2 separate regions of the Lactuca sativa genome follow, and region 1 is linked to region 2. A link is a contact called in public Hi-C data. All regions are on one chromosome and are shown on one strand. The core of a region is the stretch at or near the end of the contact, and the rest is flanking DNA. Distances in the headings are between cores, read along the strand shown.

The links. Hi-C and Micro-C count contacts between places; a contact is called where the count stands out from the background.
Region 1: a Hi-C map of leaf shows a contact between it and region 2, with 4 times the contacts expected there. The contact joins the promoter of LOC111921326 here to the promoter of LOC111921271 in region 2. A contact is called at or near these places in 2 of 4 Hi-C or Micro-C datasets (leaf and seed).

The regions. Positions count from the first base shown.
Region 1 is chr9:50,400,368-50,405,525 of Lsat_Salinas_v11, reverse strand. It overlaps LOC111921326 (NDR1/HIN1-like protein 13), which reads right to left and starts at 2,282. Exons shown (of 1, transcript XM_023916892.2): 1 at 1,487-2,282. The coding sequence starts at 2,275. The coding sequence ends at 1,487. It overlaps LOC111921269, which reads left to right and starts at 4,424. Exons shown (of 12, transcript XM_023916844.3): 1 at 4,424-4,865. The coding sequence starts at 4,724.
Region 2 is chr9:50,121,964-50,127,516 of Lsat_Salinas_v11, reverse strand. LOC111921271 (probable beta-D-xylosidase 7) reads left to right here and starts at 2,533. Exons shown (of 6, transcript XM_023916847.3): 1 at 2,533-3,104; 2 at 3,358-3,666; 3 at 3,779-3,948; 4 at 4,077-4,174; 5 at 4,290-5,057; 6 at 5,139-5,553. The coding sequence starts at 2,691.

The DNA of each region.
Region 1 (5,158 bases), core at 1,033-3,532, 280 kb before region 2:
TGGGTTCGGAAAGATGAAGAACAATCAAAGAGAAAAGCTGATGTGACAGTGAGTTCAGTGGGAACGACTCCCTCCTCCCTAACAATTATGTACGTAAAAGTTAATTCCTAAACATATTTTGCGATAAGTAAATCATTACAATGCCTAGAAAAAGGAGATGATGAGAAGAAAGACACATGGTCATTTGAGAATAAGAAGAGAGTCATCAAAGGTATTTTTCGGAAAAAGAAGAAGTAGTAAGGGGACAACACCGAAGGTGTTGGTTGGTAGCGGTAATAGTGGATGCATGTTCGTCACCGTCAGATGGAAACTTCATCGTCGCCGACAACAAAACACGTCAAGGGAATCACGTGTAATCAGAAAAGAGATGAATGAGGGGGTTTAGTTGAATGATGTGTCATTCCTACTTGTCATTCAATGGATACAACTCCACCATTGTGAAATGCCACATTGGCATTCAATGGATTTGGAGTTCAATGGTCATTGAACTCTTCACTAGGAAAAAGGAAAGTATTTAAATTTTTAAATAAATATTTTCTTAATATGTTCCATTGAACTTGTAGAGTTTAATGCATTGTGGGATAAAAATGAATAGAATTGTATAGAATAGTGGATAATGATGTGACACTCCATTGAACTCTATAGAGTTCAATGCATTGTGGATGCTGTAAGCTTTAGTGGAGACTAACGAGTAAGTTGGAAGGAAAAAGTTTCTCAGATGTTATTTTGGTAAGTATTAGTGGCGACCTGGTGTCACCGCTATTACGTTCGATCAGAACGTGTATTTGCCGTTGGATCACTTTATATCATTGACGGCTACGATCGACAACCGAAGAATCACACGAATATCAGAATAAACCATCCGTGGCGACATCAAGCATGTATGGCTATATATCGACGCTAATGGTCTCATTTCTTGTAACGAGTGCTAAAAACTAATTAAAACTCTTGGCTTTTACCAATTATTGCTCCATTTCCCTCTAATCCTATTCAAAGTAGTTGCTAATAAACAGTTGTAGTCAATAGTTTGCTTGCTGTATTTTCTGATTCGCATATTAGATATAAGCCTACCAATTAACGCATCCTTTTACTTTTGTTTTAATATGAATTAATAGAGTACTTTCACGGATGAAACTTGGTTCGAGCATTTTCTTTAATTTAGTCAAAGAAGTGGTGGTTTTATCTCACCTATGGGATGTTTGGAAGTGTAAGGATACTGTTCCTCTTATTCCTTTCTTGAGGACGAGTACATCATTTAAAAAGTTCTTGTAAAACCCTAATCAAAACTCAAGAAATGGAACATCATACATTATAAGCCAATATTCGCACAATCACATACATCTAAAGGCTAACGTTTTCTCTTTTAAATACTATAGCGAAAAGAATAAAAATTAAACAAGTAAAAAAATTACAAAAATCTAGTAATTTCGTTGTAACGAAATCCTGAGGGAAAATCACCATCATCAAACGACCATCGAGAATGTGATTAGTATCTCGTGGAATAATCACAATCTTGAGATAAAATACGTGGATTCTTGGCCAAATTATTGACCTTGAAATGACACAACATTGATATCGTCTTGCTCTTCATCTGCAACGTCCCCACCTTCATTTTCACCGGAACCCTAAACTCTAGTAATATTTCGACATTTCTTTGGGATTTTCCAGTCGTCCCATTCATGCTTTTTCGAATCCCCATAGGTAACTTACTATTAGATGAACTCGTAAGGGTTAACTTCACGTCCTTTGAGTTTTTTGGGCTTTGTTCAGATGATGGAAACTTTCCAATGGCAAATCTTCTATCTTTAAAAGACAAAGCAGCTTTTCCATGATCATCAAATGATATGATCGTGTGAGCATTAGGGTTTCTTGATGCCAACGTGATGTCGAAATCGGTTTTCTTTTGTCGGTTTTTTTCTTTTGTGTTAACACGTACACGTTCTACACGAAATCTAGGGTCATCTTTCTTGATCACGACTAACGTAATCCCACCTATGAATCCTAGAAGGAGAACTATAATAGCGATGGAAATCAACACATATTTAATACAGTTAGATTGTTTCTTAGCAGGAGAATTACGATAGCGTTCCACAATCAAAGCGTTTTCCGGTGGTGGGGTTCTATAAATTCGATCTTTATGGACTTGGACGACGTAAGTCCCCGTAGGGGTGTCTTGGAAGTTGTTGGTGTCTGGAATGCTATGATATTTGTGGGTGGAATTAGGGGGGTAGTCACCGGAAACATGAGAAGTGGAGGGAGGCCCCCTCTCCTCCATGGAAGGACCAAAAGTGATGGTGGTGGTGGTGGTTTTGGCAATAATGGTGGAAGAGGGTGGTGGTTTGCATACAGGGGAAAGGGGGGAGGCTTTCGCAATTAACAATTTGGGAGGTTGAGCATATAGAGTGGGATTGATCCTGGTGTGTAATAATTTTTAGCCTATTATAAAATATTAATTTGCTTGGTTAATCTAAAATTCAAGGGTAAAGGAAATTCTTAAATTCTAAACCGAATACGATCGAATATTAAATACTAGTGCAAAAGTTATTTCGAATATGAATTTATGAATTTTATATACAAATCAAGTCTGGTAGTTTGAATTCATATCTACTAATTTCAATCAAATAAAACAACTCGATCAAAAGGCTTAGAGGTACATAACTGAAACTGGATTTTAAAAAATAAAAATCGGATACCCTATTTAATCATATCACGACTCAGATAATCCATATTTTAGAATATATGAATCCGGATAATTCATAACAAAAATCTTATTCTTGAAATTCGTCGTCTTAATGAGATCAAATTTTATTCTAATTCGAAAACTATAGAATGTTATCTTTATAATCACCCCAATTTATTTTAATGAAGGAGTGTCTCTCCTGTGTAAGCTCTTCTTTGTGGATGTATGCTCTTCATCGTGGATGTACTCCTAAGTGAGTAGTAAGAGTGGTGTTTCAATTAGAATGTGATTTTGTATCTATTTCACATCGGTTAGGTAGTCCTTCAAACAAACACATTAGCCATGACTTGTAGAAGAAAATACAGATTCAAAAGATAACGTAGAAGCTTAGACGATTAGTATATCATTAGCCATGACTTGTAGAATCAGAAATTACAGTTTTTTTTTTTTTATTTAAACCAAACAAAACAAAAATCAAGGTTAAATTCTTCAAAATTAAAATGGGCTAAAAATCTGTTGACATATAATTTTTAATCCACTACTTGGGCTGAAATTCGTTGGCATTTACTTACAACTTCAATTAACAATCCATTTTAAGATGATTCTCCATCGTCGCCTCCTCACAATATTAGCTGCTAGATTACTTGGTTGATCATATTTTGTTTTATAATGGTGAAATAATTTTTAAAAAGTTTCATTGGAATTTAATATTTGATTTGCGACAAATCTTGGTTTAGCCTGTGCTAGATTTGAATTTTTGAAATTTTTATGATTTTTACGTCGTCAGCATTTATATTAGTACTTAATGTGCGCCAAAAAGAAAAACATAAGTATCTTCCGAAAGTATTTTAAAATATTTAGTTTCATATAGATGACCATGTCAAAAAGAACATGGTAGCATTTGACATTTTATTTTTGATTCACCATTTAATTGCATATTGTGTCTAATGGTAGTTCGACTTATCGGATTATAACTAGGTTGAAGATTCATTCGAATTATATCAGTAAGTTGCGTGTTGTCAACGGTAGAGCTTCTTGGATGACAAATTTTGAAAAATTTATCCATACATTATCATTCTTGTAAATAAAAAAATATCATATATATAATCTGATATTAGTTTGAAAAATATCGAAATTACCCTTTTTCTGTTTTGCAAAAACTATCAGTATGATTTTCAATGTCGAGTTTCCATTATGGTTGTAAAACTTACCATATATTTTGCACCAAGCCTTTTTAATTTGATTCTATTTTTAATAATGCAATAATCAAAATTATCCAAAATTTATTATTTTAGAAAATTGATTTAATTTCCACGATATGAACATTCGTATAATTCCTTGAGGTTACATAGTACGACGGCTACAAAAAACTTATAGGGATAATATTTTCAACTTTAAAATTGAAGAAAAACTTCGAGCATAATGAGTATTTTTTTTTTTTTTCAATATTAAACCAAATAAGAAAAAAAAAATCTATTTATGCTACTTCTAGAGAGAGGCAAGTTCAAAATTTTCGCTTCCAACTGTTATTTCGGGTTTTTCCGGTTATGACCCGGATTTTTATCCGAGAAAATATCCGACTTCAGTCTCTTTCGCATTCGGATCATATCCGTCGGATAGTTTACGTTCGGTTCGAATATTTGGATTGAATATGCATTTTATTTCATAAGAATCCGAATACATCCAATGGGTTATAAAGATATTTAGAGTCACATAATTGGGCTTATAATATAAAGCCCAGTCCAATGATTTGGGTTCTGTAAATTCACAAGTTGATCCGGCGAGTAGAAGATCTGACGACGCTGTTCACCGGCGACTCCAAGTTTCTTAATGCGATTTGATTGATTCATAAAGGAGTGTATTTTGTAATCTCTTGGATTCAGTCGAAGAAATATATTAAGTGGAAAATTTGTTCTCAAGATCGACACATACTTTGCATGTCGAATTCTTATCGGCGTTGTTCAGCTTGAAAATTGAAACCGAATATTAGAAAATTGATCGAAGTGTTGTTTAGATAGTGGAATTCTCTATAGATTTCAGAAAATGGAAAGGATAATGAGCAAGATGCGGAATTTGGATGCGTATCCTAAGATCAATGAGGATTTCTACAGCAGAACGATCTCCGGTGGTCTCATCACCCTTGTATCTTCTATCTTAATGCTTCTGCTTTTCTTCTCCGAAATGAGTGAGTTCTCTCTCTGCATATATACACACATAGGGATGTCTATGCTCGTTGATTGATGTTGTATTGGTCTTTGATTCACATGAGAATATATGATTGATTCGATACCTAAAAAAAGTTAGGTTTTCAAAGTTTATGACTGATTTTCATACAATTTCTCTTTCCGATTGGAAAAAAGAGCACATTTGGGCTTTTCAATCGGGTTAACTTAAAACTGGTGTGAAGTTTGGATGCTAACAGAACAAAATTGTCAACGTCATTGAGTTTTTTGTCATTTACTTCAAAAAAAATGATAC
Region 2 (5,553 bases), core at 1,284-3,783:
ATACACTTCAGATCTGATTTGAGAACCACCAAATCTTGATAGAAACCTCACTAACAGAACAAATCAGAAGCAAAAAAAAAAAAAAAATTCTTATAGCTCTGATAAGAATCTGATTCGATCGATGAATCAGACGTAATACCAACTAATCCACAAGAATCATATATGAAATCAACAAAGGAGAACACACATGTTCATGTCTTGGTCTCAGCCGGATCTATTGCAGATTTCGTGGTTACAAATCTTCAGGCAATCATGGGTAATGAAACCCTATCTAAAAACTACAATTTTGTTTTGGAATTTGACTTCAAATGTTTGAAATGAGAAACTCGAAAGCTGTTCTTGTTCTTTCATTTAGCTTGTATTTTCATTTTGTATTCAATGGTGATTTAGAAGCACTTCTGGAGATAAGATAAGCCATTGATCCTTCAAATTCATTGCAATGGAGAGGAAATGATTTCTGTAATTGGGAAGGGGTTCAGGAATGCTTGAGAGGTCGAGTTTCGAAACTTGTTCTTGAAAATTTGAACTTGAGTTAGCCATTTGATTCATGAATCATCAACCAGTTGGATCAGTTTCGCGTTTTAAGCTTAAAGCAAAACTCAATCTCCGGTCAAATTCCTAATCTTTCCAACCTTACCAACCTTAAACCACTATATCTTTCATCCAACAACTTCAATATATCTTCAAGAGATTTACCAAAAAAAAAAAGATTCACAGAGCTAGGTCTGGAGAGAGAGAGACAGACCTCCCTTTATTTCTTCATTATTAATATATATATATATATATATATATATATATATATATATATATATATATATATATATATATATATATATATTAAATTTAAAAAATGAAAGAAAAATGAAAAATAAATACATGAGGGGCATTACAGTCATTTCAGATTACTGAGGGACTAAATACGCAATGAAACTAGCTCAAAAGGACCACCAAACCAAAAAAAAATCGAGGTTTGGATTATAGCTCCAAAAAAATACATACAACAGGGACCATTTTTGTTGTTTTGTCAAAAAATAATGAATTTCCAGCTGGCTAAGAGGAAATCTCGGCCCATGGGGGCCAAATCATAGGTCACATTTTGTAGATGAGAATGCACAAGTCACTTTACATAAGTCTTGCAATGATGACTTGTATATTCATATGTGTTTGGTTTTTTTAGGCAATATTCTTGTACATAAGTGTTGCAATGGTGACTTGTATATTCATATGTGTTTGGTTTTTTTAGGCAATATTCTTGTATGTTTACTAGTTTATAATTAGATAGATTAATTGTTTCTCACTATAAATATGTCTTAACATCCAAGGAGAGAAAAAAAAAAGGAAATGGACAGAAATGAGAGGAAAGTAAAAGAGATTGATGCTCTTGAGTTTCATTAAAGGAAGGAAGTGGAAGAATAATTTTCTCTCCTAACTTCCCTTCCAATTTGGGAGGATTTGAAAAAAAAGAATAAAATATTTAACTTTCCGTCTATTTCTCTCCAACTTGGGAGCATAAAAGACAAATTTATTTTCATTTCCTTTATTTTTCTCTTCTCTTTTTTCTTTGCATCAACTCGGGAGCGGGGTGTAAGACTCAATTTTTTTTCACAACTCAAAATGTCGGCAATGTACCCTTTCAGTGGATTGTAGAAGAGGAAATCATACACGCATGTTTTTAGATTATCATTAATGATGATATTATTGTCATCATTCTCCTACATTTGATGGTAGGATTATTTTCGGCCAGCTTGACAAATATGTTTCACCATGAATTATGTTGTAGAGTTTACCAGACAAAAATAAAAATAAAGACTAAGTTAAACGATATTTTTTGGATAATATAAACTAAGTTTAAGGATTTAACAAGAGACATGGAGATTTTCAACCAAATTTTATAACAATATCAAACATGAATTGATGAATGGAGATGAAGATGATAGTTTGGAACCGACTAGCAAGCAATATATAATAGTATAATACAAAGTGATGTGAGCCGATTTTGCACACGAAGACACTTCAAATATTTTGAAAGATGTCTTGTATTTTTAATTTTTAGATTTTTTGTTAGTTTTATAATTTTGGAAGATTTTGAAATGTATCGTGTTTCTAATTTTTAGTTTTTGTTTGTTAGTTGTGAAATGTAATAAGAAATAATAATAATTGTTTTGCTTATCTAATTATGTATGTCTATTTTTTGTAGTAGTCTTTTAATTATGTATTTTCGTATTCATATTAGTGTTCAATTTAATTTTTTTTTATATATTCTTGTTAGTGTTTGAAATATTTTATATTAGTGTTTTATTTATTTACGTTAATATTCTTGAATATAATCTCTAGAACTGATTGTTTTTAAAAAAATCTAATTGTTTCTTTCAGCTATTTTTAGTTAAATTATTATTATTTTTTTGTTATATTTGTAATTTTCAGCTAAATAAAAATATTTATTGTTATGATTACGGGAATACAATTAAAATTTTATTAAAATATATAATTATTGAAGAAACTTAAAAATCAAATCATGGTGATATGAAGAGCCTGCAACAAATGCTTTCTCCACTGAGCCACTCTTTCTCCACTGAGCCACTGAGTTCTATCCCCTCTTCGCCCCATTCTATGCGTAGCGTGTGGACTGTGGAGAATTCGTGTTATCAAGAGAGATTTTAGCAAAACTTCAAACCCAAAACCCTACAAACATGATAACTTACAGCAGAATTGGTCTTGCTTTCGTGATCAAATGCTTCGCGACGACGATGATAACGATCATCGTCTCGGCGGAGTCACCCCAACCTCCGTTTTCATGCGATTCTTCATCACCTACACCACCATACCCCTTCTGCAACGTCAGTTTGCCGATTCCCAACCGCGCTCACGATGTCGTTTCACGACTTACGTTAGACGAGAAAGTTTTGCAGCTGGTAAACGGAGCGCCGGGGATTCCTCGCCTTGGGATCTCCGCTTACGAGTGGTGGTCGGAGGCATTGCACGGCATTTCTCGACACGGAAAGGGTGTGAGATTTAACGGAACGATCACCGCCTCTACGCAGTTCCCTCAAGTCATCCTCACAGCTGCTTCTTTTGATTCACATCTTTGGTATCGGATTGGTCAGGTCAGTCTTCCATTCTTATTGATGATCTAGGTTTTCTTTTTCTTTCGATTTCACGTTCATTATAGTTATCAGTCAACAAATCAAGCAGCATTCTCTTCCAATTTGATTTAAGATCGATAGTTCACTACAATTCTAGCAAACCTAGGGTTCCATTTTACCATACTTCAAACGGAGAGCAAGCAAAATAGTCGACTATTAGTCAAAATTACGCATGACATTAGACTCCACTGATGAGTTTTCAATGCTTATGTAGGCAATTGGGAGAGAAGCAAGAGCAATGTACAATGTAGGTCAAGCAAAGGGGCTAACATTTTGGGCACCAAACATCAACGTGTTAAGAGATCCAAGATGGGGAAGAGCACAAGAGACACCCGGTGAAGATCCATTGGTTGTCGGAGATTATTCAGTTTCATACGTAAGAGGAATTCAAGGTGACAGTTTTGAAGGTGGAAAAATGGATCCAAATTCCGATCATCTTCAAGCCTCCGCTTGCTGTAAACACTTCGTTGCCAATGATTTGGATAACTGGAAAACCGCTAATCGATACAACTTTGATGCCAATGTACGTCTCAGGTTTCAGGCCTCCCTCCTGCATTATAGAGTTGTACGTTGTATTTTTTTATGCAATGATGGTTGTACTTTGTGGGCTGAGAACTTGAGATATCGATATGCAGATTACTCAACAAGATCTTGCAGATACATACTTACCACCATTTAAGCAGTGTGTACAACAAGGGCAAGCGAGTGGAATAATGTGTGCTTATAATCGTGTCAATGGCGTACCAAATTGTGCTGATTACAACCTTTTAACCAAAACAGCTCGTCAAGCTTGGAGCTTTAATGGGTACCCATAAAAAATCTTTGGAAGCATAATCTTGATACAGATATGCATCAGCAACTTGTACGACTGTGTACAAGTTGTTCTGCATACGATGTGCTTTTTTAACTTGTTTTTATGATCACAATTCACAGGTACATTGCATCAGATTGTGATGCAGTTGCCATTATGCATGATGTTCAAGGATATTCCAAATTACCTGAAGATGCTGTTGCTAGTGTTATAAAAGCTGGTAATTTATGCATTGTTGAGTTGTACCTTTACAATTTAAAGAGTTATCAACGTACAATCTTTAATGGATAAAGCACAAGTCAGTAAAGAACAACTTAAAGAGTTTTTTATTGCAGGTATGGATGTCAACTGTGGTTCTTACTTGAAGAAATACACAAAATCAGCAATCGAAATGAAGAAATTAACAGAAGCAGAAATCGACAGAGCTTTAGAGAATCTATTTACAATTAGAATGAGATTAGGTTTGTTCAACGGAAATCCTAAAACCGGAATCTATGGAAACTTCGGACCCGACGATGTTTGCTCTGAAGAACACCAAAACCTAGCCCTAGAAGCTGCGCGAAGCGGCATCGTTTTGTTGAAGAACTCAGATAGGCTTCTCCCGCTTTCGAAATCGAAAACCAATTCCATCGCCGTCATAGGCCCCAACGCCAATTCCACCCAAACATTGCTCGGAAACTACGAAGGTGTGGCGTGTAAAAACATCACGATTCTTCAAGCACTTGAAAAGTACGTGAAGAACACACACTACCACCCGGGATGTGTTGATTCCGTGAACTGCACTTCCGTCGCCATTGATGAAGCTGTTGGAATAGCAAAAATGGCGGATTACGTGATTATGGTGATGGGTTTGGATCAAACTCAAGAAAGGGAGAAGCTCGATCGACTTGATTTGGTTCTTCCGGGGAAACAATCGGCGCTGGTGTCTGCTATTGCTAAATCTGTTAAAAACCCGGTTTTGTTGGTTTTACTTTGTGGAGGTCCGGTGGATGTTTCGTTCGCTAAAGATGACCCGAAAATTGGGTCAATTTTATGGGCCGGGTACCCTGGTGAAGATGGTGCCACCGCTCTCACTGAAATCATCTTCGGTGACCACAATCCAGGTGAACTTCCACTTTGACTTTTTCAGTCAAACATAAAAAAATTTCTAATTCAATATATTAAAAAACAATTTTCTTTTGTAGGAGGAAGATTACCGGTGACATGGTATCCAAGGGAATTTGCAAAAGTGGCAATGACGGATATGCGAATGAGACCCGACCCGTCATTGGGCTACCCAGGTCGAACATACCGATTCTATAACGGGAAACCCGTTTTTGAATTTGGGTATGGGCTTAGTTACTCGAATCATGCCTACAAGTTTGTTTCAAGTACCCAAAACAAGATTTCTCTTGGCCCAAATCAAGAATTAGGCTCTTGTTATATGTCCGTTTCTGAGATTCGGGAGGATTTGTGTGAGAAAGCTGAGTTCACGGTGGGGATTGATGTTGAGAATGATGGGGAGGCGAGTAATCACACCGTGTTGCTATTTGTGAGGTGGGATGATAATGGTGAGGATCGGAATAGACATTTTATCAAACAGTTGGTGGGGTTTCGGAG